2 separate regions of the Oryctolagus cuniculus genome follow, and region 1 is linked to region 2. The links are chromatin contacts, called in public Micro-C maps. All regions are on one chromosome and are shown on one strand. The core of a region is the stretch at or near the end of the contact, and the rest is flanking DNA. Distances in the headings are between cores, read along the strand shown.

Region 1 (5,969 bases), core at 2,652-5,151, 95 kb before region 2:
CATAAGGTCACCTCCCCCTGTTGTTTTGCTTTGCGAGTTTCTGCATTTCCTCTGCGTAGCATTTGTCATAGAGTTCCTTGCTAAGCACATTAGCACATTAAGGGTGGGGGTGTGTCTGAGAGGATGACCACAGGGTCCCCAGCATCAGTCCCAGCAGAGGCCCATGGTGGGTGCTCGAAGCATGAGCTGAGGCCCCCATGGTGTGCACACAGCACCTTCTGCACTGCCTAGGAGGACCCTGAAGTCGATGCACTTAGGAGCTCCCTTTTCCGAGTGGGGAAAGCAAGGCACGGCATCTGAATCCAGGGGCAGCCGGGGCCCAGCAGGGGTCCTGGGCACCAGTGCACAGGAATTGCCTCTCACCGTGGAAGGGGAGACGTGAAAAGGCTGCTCCTCAGGACGGAGATGCTGGCAAGGTTGTGGAACACGAGACCCTCCTGGCACAGGAGACCAGGGAAGAAAACAAGAGGCTAGAAAAGCACGCCCCAAAAAGACAAAAGAAAAAAAAGAAAAAAAAGAAAAGCACGCCCCACCCAGCTGCCGCAGCGGGAACTCAGGAGACGGCTAGGATTTGGGGGTGCATGACAGGGGCACCAAGAGCCCCCACTCTCAGTCTGCCTCTGGATCCAAACCGTGACCTCAGCTCCTGCCGTGGTCCTGGGGTGGCTGGCCTATTGCCATGGCAACCAGCTTTTGGCCCTTCTTGGTGGCCCAGCTGTGGGGACCTCCGTCTCCCTGTGGTTTTCAGCCCAGCTGAGCTACGATGGTGACCTCCTGTCGTGCCTTAATATACACCCGGCCCTCAGCACCATATAGCAAAGGTTTGATAAATGTTTCCAGAGACCCCTCCCGCACAGGAGGCACAGCCCGGAGCCGGGGTGCCTCTGCTTGGAGGCGTCGTCCCTGGGCGGCTCGACTGTAATGACCTCGGCCAGCCAACTGCTCCAGAGATGGAATGCCGCCACCCCCACGGGCCCACACCTGCCTGGTCAGCAGCTGGCAGGCTCATTGTTTTAAGTGATGAGCAATTGTCATTTTCCGTCGCCTCCATGATAAATCACTTTAAGAACTCCCCTCTCTCGACAGCATAAGTAATTACAGCCCTGGTGTCTGGGGCCCTGGCACCGATTAGGAGAGAAGCAAACTACACTGGAGCTGATGCTGACTCATTTTTCTTTCTCCAAAGGGCCTGCAGGCCGCAGGGTCAGAACCGGCGAGCTGGACCCCTCCTGGGCTGGAAGCTGACCAAGCAGCCCGTGGCACTGCCGGGGTTGAAGCTGGGAGACAGAGACCTCCGCCCTCCACCCCGCAAAGCTCCTCACCGCTTTAGCTCCAGCTGCCTTCGAGACCCGCAGCCCAGATGCATCGGCGATTAGGAGGAAAAGGCATTGTGTTCCGGTGGGGAGAAATAATTAGGTTCGATAATAAGAAAGGGAAGCGCACCTTGTGAGAGGCCCTGCGCGCAGCTACCCATGCTTGGCAGTATTTGATCAACTGTGTTTTCTTAGTCCACATGAAATGTATCGAACCAGCAGCATAAACAAACATCCTGGTCAGCAAGAAGCACACCTCTCAGTGGGTAAGACTGTGGTGACCCAGAAATGACGAGGACGACAAGCCCGGGCTTGCCTGGCACTCACGGCCCGCCCCCCAGCCACCCCCAGAAGGGGCCCAGAGTGGGGTGGGGGGGGCTATGGGCAAGGTGTTGGACCCAACACACCAGGCAGGCTTGAGTGGCGTAACAGACGCATGGAAGCCACACTACACAGGTAGCCGCTATCACCTCTCCCGCCGCCATTGCCGCTTCCAGCAGCGAACCAGCCTCAGCGCGTCACGGCTGGCACCTGCCTCCCTGCTGGCATCGCCACGTGGGAGTCTGGGAGTCGGGGCCATCTCCCCGCAGCGTCTGTGAACCCACGTGGGTGCTGCCTATCCCGTCAGCCTCCTGCCTTCATGACTCTCTCCACCCGGAGAGGCCGGGGCTTTCCCAGAAATTACTGGGTGGAGGGTGAGCAAACCGTCCCCAAACCAAAAATACAAGGCTGGGGCCCGTGGGTGATTAAGTAAATTTGGGAAATGCCGCCTGCAGTAACCTTCACCTTCCCCGAGAAGCTGAAATGCACATTAGCATTTTTAAAGCTCTGAGAAGTTTCGTAATCAATTATCCCCTTGGCTTTGTTTAACCCCTTCTTTCCCATACTGCTTTCATCTAGGGACCTCTTGTAGCAACCCCGGCTCCCTTCCTGCAGGGCACAGTCAGGACTTGCACTGCGGGTGGGAGAGGGCGTTGGCTTCGACCCCACCCAGGCCCACGGCCATCTGCTCAGACCAGGGCTGCTGCAGCCGACTGTGCCCACTGAGGAGATGAGCGCAGCTGGGAGTAACGGAAGCTCCTGTTGGGGTGCGCAGCGCAGCGCAGTGGCTAAGACGCCACTTGGGACACTTGCATTCCCTATCAGAGTCCCTGGGTTCAAGTCCCAGCTCCTCTGTTTTGGATCCAGCTTCCTGCCAGTGAGCACTTGCGAAGCAGCAGGTGATGGCTCAAGTACTCAGGTCCCTACCACCCACATGGGAGACCCGGATGGGGTTCCCGGCTCCTGGCTTAGGCCTGGCCCAACTCTGGCTACTGCAGGCATTTGAAGAGTGAACCATGAGACAACGGAAGAGTTCTCTCTCTCTCTCTCTCTCTCCCTCCCTCCCTCTCTCTCTCTACGTTAGCCACCCAAGGGCTCAGCACTGTGCTCCTCAGAGTTCCAGCTCAACAAGGGCTGGCGCGCAATGGGCGTGGCTCAAGGCTGAACATAACCACTCCCGCAACACGGGGCTCACGGCCTCGCTCTGCAGCTCTGAGAACCAGAACAGCCACCTGCTCTTGCGCCGCTTCTCCTCGGCCCTAGCTCTGCCCCGGAAGCAGCTCTAATCCCTGCTCCCTGACAGCTCTGCAGGGACCCTCCCCCTAACAGGGCCGTCACCTCCTCCCTCCCCCAACTCACTGAGCTCAGAAGACAAGGCCCTCCAGCCCTACGTGAGGACCATCAAGTGGTTTTTTCCCTCCCTGGCCCCTGCTCCAGGCGGGGCCCCTGGTGCTCACGAGCTCCTCCCTGGAACCATATACTTGCAAAGGGGTCCTCTCCCCGCAAAGGCCAGAGCACCTTGCCACACAACAGACAGAGGACCGCAACAGCTCGCCAGCCAGTCCAGCTCACTGCATGGTCAGCAAGGGGCCAGGTCACCCACCTCCCACCTGACTCAGCTCCCCAAGCGGAAGCAGAAGGGGTGGGTTGGCCATGAGCGGAACCCTGCAGCAGCCCTAAGGTGGAGCAGTAGAGGCTGGAGGTGGAGGTCGGCTCGCACCATGGACGGGCATCAGTCTGCATGCTCTACCCATAGGCCACCTCGTTCATGCTCACGACACCCCGTCTGCTCCACCTGACCACAGAGAGGTTAAGTCACTGGCCCAAGATCACCTAGCAAATCAGCCCTACAGCTGGGGTGTGATCACAGGCCATCCAGCTGCAATGACATCTGCCCCACCCCATCTCCCACCACCACACCATCTAGAACGGTCCAGGGAAGAAAAGGCCAAAGGAAAGATGATTAGAAGGCAGACTTGCAAAGGCAGGGAGGATTCGGAGAGTTGGAGACCAAGAGAAAGGCCCTGGTCCAGTGGAACAGCTTGGAGGGAGGGGTGAAGACACGCCTGGCCCTGTCCCCAGGCCAGGGAGGCCAAGGGCTGCTTCGGCGGGGGGGGGGGGGGGGGGGGCACAGGCAGGGCTGGCGATGCTCTGCCTCCCACTCTGAGGGCCATCAGCACCCCCAGGGCACGGGGCAGGGAGGGCAGACACAGGCTCAGAGAGGGAGAAGGAAAGTTCCAGGCCCAAGGAGCTCACAGCTGGGTGGGCGGAAGCCACCACAGCGGTCAAGGCAAGGGGCTTCGGGGGCTTGAGAATGCCCCCCTCCCCAGGCTCAGTCCCAGGGCTCTGAGAGACAGAACGCCCTCCCCCACGCCCGGGGAGCCTGGGAGCTGCTGAGCTGGGTCCATTAAGCAAGTCAGCCTTGAGCGGGGCGGGGGGAGCTTCAGGAGCCCCATTAGAGCCGAGACAGCCGGTGCTGCCTGCCTCCACCCTGGCCATGAATTATTCCGTGAAGGAGATGGAGGAGATGCCAGAGTCTCCCTCGTCTTCCCTAACCTTGGGACAAATTAAATCAAATTCCGCCGCACGGCCTGCAGGCATAAACTTGGGTAGCGGCACCAATAGATTCCGCCAGGCAGGCAGGCTCCCAGGTACTAATTACTTTATCCAGCAAGTTAAACAAATGATATGATATCTAAATTCGAGGGAGAGGCACCCCAGAGTTATGGAGCACACACTGCTGGGACTTGCCAATGAACAAAGCAAAACAGAGCTGTTAAACTAACAGCTCCAAGTATTTATTTGTATGTCCTTCAAGACTTAGCTCAGGGCCTCTGTTCCCCTCCTCCAGGAAGCCCTCCCTGATGATGCCATCTCCCCAGACCTGGCTGTGCAGGCTAGGGGTTAGGGGTACAACTTTGGCCTACCAGACTAGTTCTAGCACTAATTGTTGAACTTGGGCACATGGCTGGACAGCCACATCACTCTCTGCTTACACTTCCTCGACTCTAAAGCAGGGATGATATCATTCCTATTACGAAGACCACTGTAAGGGTTTCTTAGTCTAACCTGTGCGGGACTGGCAGTGCGGCATAGTGGGCAAAGCCGCCACCTGTGACGCTGACATCCCATAAGGGCACCGGTTCGCATCCTGGCTGCTCCACTTCCAATCCAGCTCCCTGCTAATGTGCCTGGGAACGCAGTGGAGGATGGCTCAAGTGCTTGGGCGGCTGCACCCACATGGTTGAAGTCCCTGGCTCCTGGCTTTGGTCTGGCCCAGTCCTGGCCTTTGCAACAATTTGGGGAGTGAACCAGTGGGTGGAGCATTTCTCTGTGTCTCTCCCTCTCTTTCAAATAAATAATTTTTTTTTTAAAAGGATAATTCAGAGGACTGGTACTACGGAGCAGTGGGTTAAGCCACAACCTGCAAGGCTGGCATCCCATACAGGCACCAGTTGATGTCTTGGCTGCTCCACTTCCCATTCAGCTCCCTGCTAATGCACCTGAGAAAACAGTAGAAGGGTCCCTGGGCCCCTGTACCCACGTGGGACACTCAGAAGGAGCTCCTGGCTCCTGGCGTCACCCTGGCCCAGCCTGTGCCATTGCGGCCATCTGGGGAGCAAACCTGCAGATGGAAGATCTCTCTGTCCCTCTTTCTTGCCTTCTTTCTCTCTCTGTAACTCTGCTTTCCAAATAAATGAATAAATCATTAAAAACAAACAAAAATTATATAAGAAACCTGAGCAATTTTTAAAAAAGATAATCTGTGCAAGGATTTTAGCATGTAGAAAAATCCTCATCAGTGGGAACTATTCCCAGCAATCTCATTATCATTACTGTGGGGCGGGAACGTCGGGCCCACAGATCAGATAAGTCCTGCAAAATCATGCAGTCTGGCCCTGCCAAGGCAACTGCTGGTGGGACTCGAAATTCAATAAATCTAGAGCAGGCTAATTTTTAAGTTGGCCATTCTGTACGGCCCACAAACGATGTTATAAATCTCCGCAGGGTCCTTGGCAGAGAAAAGCTTCCCCAGCCCATCACTGTCACTGCTGCAATACTCCTGGGGTGTCCAAGGGATTCCCAGTAAGTAGGAGGCCTCCTCTGGGCTCTGTCCTGCGGAAATCTTAAACATAGGGCAAACAGATGGAAGGGAAAATACTGAGCTTCTCACAGACAGAAGCTGAGTGCAGGATGTAGTTTGGGTGAAAGACGATCAGTTGAGGATGAATCCCGGATTTCAGGGTCACGGCCACACTGAACGGTACTGAGTCCCGGTGGGAGCCCAGTCCAGTGAAGCCAGGCAGCAGGATGGAGCCCTGGGGGCGGGGGAGG
Region 2 (5,780 bases), core at 2,937-5,436:
CTGTGATGGCCACGGGAGCTCTCCCACATGGCTGGCAGATGGAGTGCCAGTTAATCCTCCACGCGGCTGCTTGGGCTTCCCCACACTATGGTAACCACGTTCCAAAGGGAAGGAAGCAGAAGTCGCCAGGCCAAACTGGCAGAGCACTACTTCCCCCGTGTTTCATTGGTGAACGAAGTCACAGGCCCTCCCCCACCCCAGATGCAAGGGGCAGAGAAACAGACTCCATGCCTCTGTGGGAGGAGGAGCAAGCCATCACCGCTGGCCTTCCTCCACTGTCTCTGCCAACAGCACTGCAGGTGCAAAGACCCCAAGGTGAGGGTGACCTTGGTGGTCTCAGGGCAGAAGTGTGGGTGCAGAAGAGCGAGCAAGTGAGCCCAGAGGACAGGGCAAGATGAGGTCGGAGAGGAGGGCAGCTGCCGGATCACAGAGGGCCTGAAGCCCATGCAGAGGCACTGAGGTTTATCCAAGACCATGGGAAGCCCTGGGAGCCAGAAGTGACTTAATCTAACAGTGGTTTTTTAAAGTATCATGAAAGGGGCGGGCATTTGGCACAGCCCTTAAGATGCCACTTGGCAGGGGCCAGTGTTGTGGTGCAGGGGCTTAAGCTGCCACCTGCAGCACCGGCATTCCATTGTGGAGCGATGGTCCCAGTCCTGCCTGCTCTGCATCGGAGCCGCCTCCTGCTAATGTGCCCGGGAAGGCAGTGGAAGATGGCCCAAGTACTTGAAGCTCTGCCACCCACATAGGAGAGTGGGATGGAGTTCTTGGCTCCTGGCTTCTGCATGGCCCCACCCTAGCTGTTTCAGCCATTTGGGAAGTGAACCAGCAGATGGAAGATCTCTCTTTCTCCCTCTCCCTCTCCCTCTCCCTCTCCCTCTCCCTCTCCCTCTCCCTCTCCCTCTCTCTCTCTCACTCTGCCTTTCAAATAAGTGAACCTTGTTTTTAAAATGCCACTTGAGATCCTGTATCTCATATTGCAGTGCCTGGGCTTGAGTCCCTGCTCCACCTCCAATTCCAGCTTCCTGCTAATGCAGACCCTGGGAGGAAGCAGGTGATGGATCAAGTAGTTCGATCCCTTGCCACCCAAGTGGGACACCCAGACTGAGGTGTAGGCTCCCAGCTTTGGTTATGGGCACTGGGGAGCAAATCAGTGAATGGAAGATCTTTCTCTGCCTTTCAAATAAATACAAATTAATTAATTAATTAATTAAAATGCAGTAGATCGCTTGATGCTGAGTGAAGAGAGGGGAGGATAGAGACCAGGCACTGAGACGGCCAACAATGAGGTGACACGGGGCAGGGGTCTTGCTGTGCACGGTGTCATTTTCTGAGCAGTAATGGAAAGGAGTGAGGACGCTGGAGGGCGGGTCACTCTGAGACTGGCAGAGTTCGGGAGCCACTGAGAGTCAAACACATGGGCCTTGGCATCAACCCTGCACGGCTAACCTGCGACCTTGAGTAGGTAACTTATCTCTCTTAACCTTCATTTTCATCATAATAGCTTTCCCATAAGGTCATTAATCCACCGGCCCAATGTCTCCTGAATGCCAGCTGTGTGCCTGAAAAGGACAACAAATGACGTTCCTGCAGAGGAGCTCAGAGCCCCATGCAGAGGGATATTGATCTCTAAATAATTCAGTGCCCGACACATCGTGCCGCTCAGGCTCAGACACAGCCACGACCGCAGTGGTGGGCCCGGTGGCGCCCTCAGGTGCACAGTCTGAGCACTCCGCCGGAAGTGCAGCCCCACTGTGCACCCAGACCCTGTCCCAAGTTCCTTCACATCTGGTCACCTCTCTCAGCTTCCCAACAGCGGAGGAGGGTCCCCAGTGGGGCCTCTGATGCCAGGATGAATGACGCATGCCAGGCACCCAAAGGGCACCATGAGTCGGCCCCCGAAGTGTCGCAGACACAAGTAGGAAAGGCCGGAGCAGAAGCACAACCCCTTGTGGCAGGCACGACCTGTGTCCCAGGCACCGTAAGCCTCATGAAACAGACACCATTGTCATCTTCATATGACAGATGGGATCACCAGGGCCCAGCTGGGGTCACAAAGCTAGTGAGTGGCAGATCTGGAAACTGAGCCCAGACAGGTGGACTCTGGGGACCACCACCCCACACAGCCATACACCCCCTCATTTGGAAAACTGTAAGGATGGCCACCCTCCTTTGCTGTTTCTTCCTTTCTCCTCTCTGTCTCTGTCTCTCCATATCTCTCTCTCTCTCTCTCTCTCTCTCTCTCTTTCACACACACACACACACACACACACACACACACACAAACAGTTGGGGCAGCGCCAAGCCAAAGCCAGGAGCTGCTCTGTCTCTGTGCCATTCTCTCCGGCGCTCCATGTCTGTCATCGTGCCCAAGGACACTGGACAGAAAGCCCCGCATCCTGCTGGGTGCACTTCACCTGAGCCGTGTCCCAGGCAGCTCGGCTCAGACCCAGGAGGAGAAACCTCCCAACAGAGCGGTGGGGTGCAGACGCCCTCCTCCCAGGTCCTCCCCTCCAGCTGCACCGCAGTCACCCACGGGCCACTTTGAAGACCTCCCAGATGCTGGGGACCTACACCCAGAGACACGGATTCAGGTGGTCTGGGCTGAAGCCAAGACACGGTCATTTGCTATCACCGCCCAGGTGACTCTGCTGTGCAGATCCAGACAGGGGGAACTCCCACTCACTGTCTGCCTCCCCCAAATGCCCACAACAGCCAGGGTCGACCCAGGCCAAAGCCAGGAGCTCCGAACTCTATGTGGGTCACCCACGTGGGTGGAGGGACTCTCTGCTATTTGAGCCATCACCTGTGCCTCCAAAGACCGACATTAGAAGGAAGACAGGGGGCCAGCGCTGTGGTGTAGCTGGTAAAGCCACCATCTGCAGTGCCCGCATCCCATATGGGTGCCGGTTTGGGACCCAGCTGCTCCACTTCTGATCCAGCTGTCTGCTATGGCCTGGGAAAGCAGTGGAAGATGTCCCAAGTCCTTGAGCCCCTGCACCCACGTGGAAGACCCAGAAGTTCCTGGCTCCTGGCTTCGGATAGGCGCAGCTCCGGCCGTTGAGGTCAGTTGGGGAGTGAACCAGCGGATGGAAGACCTCTCTCTCTCTCTCTCTCTCTCTCTCTCTCTCTCTGTCCTTCCTTCGCTCTGTATAACTCTTTCAAATAAATAAATCTAAAAAAAAAAAAAAAGGATCAAAACCAGAGCCAGGGCTGGAACCAGCACTCTGACACGGAACGCATAGGCAGCTCAACCGCTAGGCCGCCATCTGCCCCCAGCCTTTCTGCTTAGGCAAGGCCTCTTTGGGGCCAGGGGTACGTCCGGCCCCAGGCAACTGAGCTCCGAGGGAGCCTGAAGCTGTGGGAAGGGAACCGGCTGGGGCATCCGACATTCAGGCTAGGAAGACGCGTGAGCAAACACGCTGTAGACAGCTCCGGAGCCGCCCACCTCCGCGAGCAGCAGCGTAGGCCGAGCCGGGAGTGAGGGGCTGAGGGCCCGGAGGACGCCAGCCACGCGGGGCCGGGCGCGGGAGCAAGGGCATCCCGGAGAGAGGGTAGGGGCGAGCAGCTCCCGAGGCCGCCATGCCGGCCGCTCCGCCCAGCTGTCCCGAGGCTGCAGACGCGACTCCGGACACGGACACGCGCGGTAGGCCCCGGAGGCATCGCTTCCTTCCCTGCAGCTGGAGCCGCCTTCCCGGGGCGCGGCACCGGCAGCCGCCCCGCGATCCCCGGTTGCCCTCGCGAACGCGCACGCCGTCTCCTTTGGTCTGATCATTCCCAGTTGGGTGAAACCTCCATTGCCACATCCACCAGCGTCTCCAGGGCTCCGGTGTCCTAGCAACCCGGCTCCGGGGGGGGGGGGGCGACCGGGAGGGGCGTGTCGCCGCCTCCGCACCACACGTGAGCGCGCGAGCCAGCGGCGCCACCCGCAGCCGGGGTCCGCCCTGCCCCGGGCAGCTGGTTGCCGCAGCCCTGGGCACACCCGCGCGCGCCGGCCCTGCGCCTCAGCCTTTCTAGGCCGCGGAAGGTGTCTCCGAAGCAGACGTGTGATTTTCCAGCCCCCTGATTGACTGAAAGGCCCTCCCGAGCTGATCCGGGCTTCCCGGGCGCTTTGCTAGAATCCGGTTTCTAGGGCGACTCGCCGCTGGGTCGGGAGGAGGGGGCCGGGTGACCCCAGCGGCGCCTCCAGGGTAGCGGGGAGGGCCCTGCTGGCACTGCGAGAGCAGCCTAAAGCCAGCGCTTGGCCTGACCTTCCCAGTCCCAGAGCGCAGGCTCCCGGCAGGCCCGGAAAGACGCACGCACGCCCCCTGCGTGGCCCCCAGCCTGTGGGCACAGCTTGGTGACCGGACCAGGGTTCAAATCCCAGCCATACCCTTATTGACCTTCGTGTGTGATCACGTGCACGGGGCTCCCCATCTCTGTGCCTCCCTCCCCGCATCTGGGAAGTCGCTGAACCATGGCGCCAGCCTGGGAGGATGGTTAAGGGCTAATTCATGGGAGGCACTTACCTGAGGCCCAGTTCGCAGTGCTGAGTGCTGAGTGAGTATTGGAGAATCCGGAAGGCGGAGTCCTGTAGGAGACACAGGTGGCTCCAGGGAGCTCACACCCTAAGGCTGAGGTCTCCCCGGGGAGGAAAACGTGGAGGATTTATGTTACACATTTTGTGTTGAAGGGCAAGTGTTTGGCTTACTGATCAAGCAGCCAGTGGGGACGCCCACATCCCACGTGGGAAGGGCCTGAGTTCAAGTCCCGGCTCAGCTCCTACTCCCAGCTTCCTGCTAATGTGCATCCTGGGAGGCAGCTGGGGATGGTGGCTGCGGTAGCTGGGTCCCTGCCACCCTTGTGGAAGACCCAGACTGAGTTCCTGGCTCCGACCTCAGGCGAGTGCAACCCCTGTCATTGCAGACATTTGGGGAGGAAACCAATTTTTAAAAGATTTATTTATGCATTTGAAAGAGTTACACAGAGAGAGAAGGAGAGGCAGAGAGAGAGGTCTTCCATCTGCTGGTTCACTCCCCAGCTGGCCGCAATGGCCAGAGTTGTGCCAATCTGAAGCCAGGAGCCAGGAGCCTCTTCCGGGCTTTCCCACACAAGTGCAGGGGCCCAAGGACTTGGGCCATCCTCTACTGCTTTCCCAGGCCATGGCAGAGAGCTGGATCAGAAGAGGAGCAGCCAGGACTCGAACCAGCGCCCACACAGGACGCTGGCACTGCAGGCGGCAGCTCTACCCACTACGCCACAGCACCAATCCCAGTAAATTTTTAAAAGATTATTTTGGTGCAAAAAAAATGTCAAAGCCCATGCACCGGGACTCATTGGAAACATTCCAGCTGCTGGGGCGGACGCCTAGAGACAGGGAGTGAGGTTATCGAGGCTGAAGCCCAGACATTAGTCTTTCCTGACACTGCCCAGGAGACTGTGATATGCAGAGGACCAAGTCCCGTGGGGGTAGGGATCCCGCATTCCCAGATAGAGAGATGAGTCTTGAGGACAGAAAGGACTCAGCCAAAGTCACAGAGCCAGGATTTGAAGCCAGAGGGGTCAGGCTGCAGGTGCACATCCTTTGCTCTATATGGCGCATTGTGCAGGTGGCACTGTCCTGCTCCAGGGCCCGCTCACCTCTGGGCTCCCAGAATGGCTATGGGCTGCCCCGGAACCCCCACCCACTCCACTCCAGCTCTCCAAAACTCTGCGCCAGCCCCCAGGCCTGGGCAGCCAGCTCTACATTCCACCCCCCCAACTGTTACGAAACCCCCTACTAGTGCTGCTTTCTAGATTTT

Evidence for each region. Hi-C and Micro-C count contacts between places; a contact is called where the count stands out from the background.
Region 1: a Micro-C map of ear pinna shows a contact between it and region 2, with 5 times the contacts expected there. The contact joins two enhancer-like sites. A contact is called at or near these places in 3 of 6 Hi-C or Micro-C datasets (ear pinna, psoas muscle and an unstated tissue).

Annotation. Positions count from the first base shown.
Region 1 is chr7:137,967,518-137,973,486 of mOryCun1.1, reverse strand. No RefSeq gene overlaps it. Among named protein-coding and RNA genes, the nearest start is that of GJB5, 110 kb to the right of the region's middle. Within about 2 kb of position 3,901, at least 1 of the 8 cell types and tissues checked has an H3K27ac peak or open chromatin away from gene starts, as enhancers often do. A contact at or near this core is called in ear pinna, where this site is marked.
Region 2 is chr7:137,873,262-137,879,041 of mOryCun1.1, reverse strand. No RefSeq gene overlaps it. Among named protein-coding and RNA genes, the nearest start is that of GJB5, 20 kb to the right of the region's middle. Within about 2 kb of position 4,186, at least 1 of the 8 cell types and tissues checked has an H3K27ac peak or open chromatin away from gene starts, as enhancers often do. A contact at or near this core is called in ear pinna, where this site is marked.